Regions from separate parts of the Sus scrofa genome. Here region 1 is linked to region 2. Evidence: chromatin contacts called from public HiChIP or PLAC-seq data. All regions are on one chromosome and are shown on one strand. The core of a region is the stretch at or near the end of the contact, and the rest is flanking DNA. Distances in the headings are between cores, read along the strand shown. Region 1 overlaps LOC102166108 (a long non-coding RNA gene). Region 2 has its middle 19 kb from the start of NENF.

Evidence for each region. HiChIP or PLAC-seq counts read pairs in DNA pulled down with a chosen protein or histone mark.
Region 1: a contact with region 2 is called in an H3K27ac HiChIP or PLAC-seq map of skeletal muscle, with 8 times the contacts expected there. The contact joins two enhancer-like sites. A contact is called at or near these places in 3 of 47 Hi-C or Micro-C datasets (embryonic fibroblasts, mesenteric adipose tissue and retroperitoneal adipose tissue) and 1 of 2 datasets of contacts at active chromatin or transcription factors (skeletal muscle).

The regions. Positions count from the first base shown.
Region 1 is chr9:131,538,687-131,541,386 of Sscrofa11.1, forward strand. LOC102166108 (a long non-coding RNA gene) reads right to left here. Exons shown (of 2, transcript XR_305732.3): 2 at 1-171. Among named protein-coding and RNA genes, the nearest start is that of NEK2, 7.0 kb to the right of the region's middle. Within about 2 kb of position 1,340, at least 7 of the 83 cell types and tissues checked have an H3K27ac peak or open chromatin away from gene starts, as enhancers often do. A contact at or near this core is called in skeletal muscle, where this site is marked.
Region 2 is chr9:130,939,056-130,941,755 of Sscrofa11.1, forward strand. No RefSeq gene overlaps it. Among named protein-coding and RNA genes, the nearest start is that of NENF, 19 kb to the right of the region's middle. Within about 2 kb of position 1,261, at least 15 of the 83 cell types and tissues checked have an H3K27ac peak or open chromatin away from gene starts, as enhancers often do. A contact at or near this core is called in skeletal muscle, where this site is marked.

The DNA of each region.
Region 1 (2,700 bases), core at 90-2,589, 600 kb after region 2:
TTAAAGCAGGGATTTAACTAAGAACAGTGTGCTTTGGGTTCAAACTCCATCTTTGGGATGTATACAGACGTATCTGTATACAGCTTAGATATCCAACAAATGAACAACTCCGGAAGCATCTGCAGGAGACTGAGGTTCACTAGAAGCCCCAGAGGAGCTTCCAGATGTTTCCTGAAAAAGAAGAGAGGAAGAGTGAGGAATCTACATGTATCATGTCGCAGACCTGAGTGAGACCCGTGCTGGGATTTGAGGCTTGTGGGGGAGGGAAGAGGTCTGAAGAAGGACGAGGACCTCTCCTCTGTCAGGTCCTCTCTCTGCTAGAAAAGAAAGAAAAGTGGGCGGGGGGGTGGAGAGGGAGGGGGACAGGCAGCACAAGAAGGCTGGCAGGCACCTGGGGCTGTTTGCACCTGCTCATCAATGGGGAAGTGGATTTAAAACCATCCCGAAAACAGCCACGCTGCTCTCAGCTTTGCTCCCTCGCCTTGTCTTGAGAGCTATGGGCCCCAATGCCCTTGAACTCATAGGCTTGAGAACCCGCCCAAGGCAGGATTCCACAGACAGGCAGGCAGAACAGAAGCCAGCGAACGAGCCAGGCCAGCTGGGGACATGTTTGCCTCAGCCATGCTGGTCAGGGTGGCTGGGTTGGAGGTTGTGTAAAATGCCCCTCAGGGAGCCTTGGCTGCCAGCAGAAAGTCTGGATGCTGTGCCATCCTCCGTGGCTCCACCCATGGAAGACCTGTACCCAAACCACCATTAGCTATGACATCTGGGGCATCAGTCAGACACCAGCATGTTATTTCATTCAGTCCCAGTGAAGTCTTGGGAGGTCAGCCTTGTCGCCCACCTCTATGGGGCACCTGCCTATGGTCTTGGCCTGCTTGTGCGCTGGGTGGGGTGCCAATGGGAGCCCGCCTCAGGTCTGTGTGATTCAGGAGAGGAGGCGCTCAGAGCCCCATGTGGACTCTTGCCATGTCCCAGGGCGGCAGTAATCAGGTCTCTCCAGCAAGGCTGGGGATACCTGGTCGGCAGGCAGATGCCAGGCCTCAAGGCACAGCTGTTAAAGCAGAACCTAAAGTAGACATGGGGTGGTTGCCTTCGCTGATTGAAAGTCCTCTCCGCCTTAGACGAGACCAGGCAAAGCCACACAAACTGGCTTTCAAGATCCTGGATCCCATGGCCGACCCCACCGGGTCTTCAGTGTGTAGCCACCCCTCACCACCCTGAGTCAATTATTTAAGCTCTCTGTGCCCCCAAGTTCTCATTTGTAAATTCCCCACGGGCACTGGTGAGAGGGAGCGAGACAAGGTGACCTGTGCTGGTGCTGGGCCTGAGCTCAGTGACCAGTTGCTCTAACAGCCCTCCAGGCAGGCTTTCCTTTCTGCCTCTGCCCGAGGCGTCCTCCCATGAAAGGGAGCAGCAGGGAGGAGATTCTGGAGCTCAGCTTTGTCAAAGGATCAGCACAGAGAAACAACACAAGGGCATGGGCGCCTCGGGACTTAATCCAGACTCAAGTCTGCTTGCGGATGGAGGCTCACCGTGGCCCCGATGGCGGAACAGGCCCGAGCCAGTGCCTTTGGGTCCTGTCTCCTGGAGGCTGCAGTGAAGATGCCCCCTCGGACTTCTTTCTAAACTCTCCTCAACTAAGCAAAGACAGCCTCTCCCCCGTCTCTGCATTCAAGTCACCATGGTCACCACCTTGGCAGCGGCTGACACCAGCTGGGGACGTGGGCACGTCAGTGCTGTGAAGAACCACATGCTGTGACAGGTGTCATGTCATGAGTATGCCATGTGACATCAGCTGCAGACTGGTGTTCTGGGAGTGCTGACAATGAGGGCAGAAAAGCCTCTGGGATGGATCATTTGTTCCCCGGGGCATAGGACCAAGGTGCAAACGGGCACAAGGGGCCAGGCCTGCAGCTGCTCTTGAAGGTCATCTGGGCTGTCCGCACATGCACACTCTGTCTCCCCTCCATCTGGTCCAGCTGCACGCCCCGCAGGCTGGCCTCTGCCCCCCACGCGGCTTGCAAATGCTCTTAGCGCGGTCACCTGTACTCTCCGAAGGACCAAATTCCGTGTTTTCATTTCTGCCCACCTCTTATGTGTTTTTTCTGAAACACCTGGCACCGTGGACCACTCCCACATTTCTTTTTTTGCCACACATGCAGCATATGGAAGTCCCGCAGCGTCAACCTACGCCACAGCTGTGGCAACACTGGATCCTTCACCCACGGCGCCACATCGGGAACTCCCAGTCCCCCACGTTCTTACAACCATCTCAATTTACCACCTGGGTTCATAATTTCAATCTTGCTTCTCAGCTCTTCGGTCATGTTTCCTGGTCTCCTCTGCTGACTTTTCTTCCTTTTCAGCCCGGAATAACCTCCAGGCGCCCTTCCCATCAGCTCTCACTCTACCACCCTTGGGGCACATGCATCACCCCACCTGGCTTCTGTTACCACCTCTACTCTCACCTCTGTCTCCAGCCTAGACCCTTCGTTGAAACGTTGTATCTGGCTGCACTTTGGCCAGCCTCCCAGCCCGCCCTTGGGTTCCACCTGTGCTCAAGCGGCCCCGCCCCCACGCCCTCCTCTTGCTGCACCCCCATCCACGTGGTCACTCAGGCCGGCAGCTGTCCTCCCTGCTCCCCTCCATGGTCGCTCAGTGCATCTCATCGAATCTGCCTCCCAAACTGCCCTGGGC
Region 2 (2,700 bases), core at 11-2,510:
ACACAGACCCACAAGGACAGGGCTGTGCCGCTCTCCTTCAGCACTGTAGCCCCAACATCACTGTAGCCCCAGCATCGGTCCCAGTGCCTGGCCCCTCGTAGGTCTCTGTAAGGGTTTGTCCAATGAATCAACGTAACAATATGAAATGATTTGGGATGAGTTGTGATATGTTGCTGGATGGTGGATCTGTGAATTAGTGGTGTGGGTGGCGTAACTGAGAATATCATGGAAGGCAAGTACTCTCCTTTCCTGTAAACCGTTGCCTGGTGGAGAGGACAGCGGGCAGGAGGATCACTCTGCCCTCTGCAGTGTCCCCACTAGGCTCGTGGTCCTGAACGCCACGGGGCCTCACCCAGGCTTCTTCCTTGTCACAACCTCACCTCCCAACCTTCCGAAGGCATTGGGCTCCCTGGATGTTAGAGCTGATGGGACCCCAGAGCTTCCAGAGATGGCTCCACACCACGGTCACCTGGGGGACCTTTCAAAACTATTCGTGGACCCTGCCGGGAACTTAGGTCCTGACCCTGCCACACACTGTGTGAGCTTGGGAAATTTACTTAACCTCTCTGTGCCTTGATTTCTTCACCTCTTAAATGGAAATAACAACAATGCCAACCTCAGAGATTTGCTGTACGGATCCACGTCAACAGTGTAGGTGAAGCTCTTGGTGCAGTGCCTGACTCAGTACCTCCTGAATCAACATGGCTCTTGGTGCAGTGCCTGACTCAGTACCTCCTGAATCAACGTGGCTATTATTGTACCAATTATCTCACCACTAGTTAGCGGCCGATGTGGGGCGAGCATCCAAGCCTCCTGATCCTGGATCCAGTGTTCTTTCCAACACGTCACTCTGAATGTGCACGCAGCCTTCCCTCTGAGGCCAGGCTCGAGGGCCACAGAGGGGCATGTGGCTGCTGCCTTGGGACCCTTTAGTCAAACCGAATGGAAGAGAGAACTGCATCTGAGAACAAAGGGCAGATCTGACCCACGGGGAACAGACGGCTTGAGAGTGTGGGAGTCGCAGGCAGTTTTTCGGTCCTTTGGGAAGCCCGCTGGCTGCTCCTGTTAGTATTCCACCGTGGAAATATTGGGAACCAAAAATAGATGTTCTTGAGGGGAGCTTAATCCTCTGGGCTTTCCAAAACAGCTGCTGGAGAGTTCCAGGAACCAACCACCAGGGGGCATGACCATCCCATGCGCTTGGTGGCTGGTGAGCCAGAACTGGTGGGAAGTTTCCATGAAACTCCCAACACCCTCCCACAGCCTCACACCCCAGCCTTGTCCTGATCAGGACCCCGTGGCTGGGATCCCCACAGATCAGCAGCTCTGTGTCCTAAGGAAACTGTTTTGCAACTCAGCCCATGGCTCTCCGCCTCGGGGACCCTTAAGAGCAGCAAGAGGTCTTGCATCTATTTTCTTGGCTTCTCCCCTGCACCCCTCCCCCAGGACTAGCCCAGCGCTGGATACACAGCAGGCACGTGTTGGTTGGAAGAGGAACGTAGGAAGTCCGGTGTAATGAATGAATTATGGAAAGGAAACCACCCCCGTTTGGGGGATGGTGAGAGCGTGGAGTGATATGGATCAGAAAGGGGGGTTACCGGGAGTTCCCGTCGTGGCGCAGTGGTTAACGAATCCGACTAGGAACCATGAGGTTGCGGGTTCGATCCCTGCCCTTGCTCAGTGGGTTAATGATCCGGCGTTGCCGTGAGCTGTGGTGTAGGTTGCAGACGCGGCTCGGATCCTGCATTGCTGTGGCTCTGGCGTAGGCCGGTGGCTACAGCTCCGATTCAACCCCTAGCCTGGGAACCTTCATATGCCGTGGGAGCGGCCCAAGAAATAGCAACAACAACAAAAAAAAAAAAAAAAAAAAAAAAGAAAGAGGGTTACCGCTGAGGGTCAAGAGGAGGGTCATAGCTAAATGGGAAAGTGGGGGAGGCTCCCTGGTGGCCTAACGGTTAAGGACCCAGGATGGTCACTGCTGTGGCACGAGTTCAGTCCCTGGCCTAGAAACTTACACATGCTGTGGGTGCAGCAAACAAAAAACAAAAAAACAAAAAAAACCTAAATGGGAAAGTGGTGAGAGGCTCAAGCGGGAGGCAACAGATCTACTTCCGAGATCCAGGTACTAAGAGACTGCTCTGGGCTGCAGCCCAGGACATGGGGTGGGAGGCAGTGATGAGCCCAAGCAGTCGGGCACTGCTCAGCTGACCTCCAGATGGGCGTCGTTGGCCCAACAGCCACATAAGCTGCTCCTGTCTTTGGGGTGGTTGCCAGCTACCATCAGGCTCTGAGCCCCCACAGGGGAACCTGGGTCGCACTGCCTCCCTCTGTGTGAGGCCCTGGGGCTCGGCACTCTGAACCTGTATCACAGAAGGTTCAAGAAGTCCAGAAGTCTCTTTCAAGAGAACCTCCAGGGGTTTTTTTTTAAATTAATTATTATTATTATTATTTTTGTCTTTCTAGGGCCACAACCAAGGCATGTGGAGGTTCCCAGGCTAGGGGTCCAATTGGAGCTGGAGCTGCCTGCCTACACCACAGCCACAGCAACGGGGGATGTGAGCTGTGCCTGCGACCTCCACCACAGCTCACGACAACGCTGATCCTCAACCCACTGAGCGAGGCCAGGACCAAACCTGCATCCTCACGGATGCCAGCCAAGTTCATTAACTGCTGGGCCACGATGGGAACTCTGAGAACCTC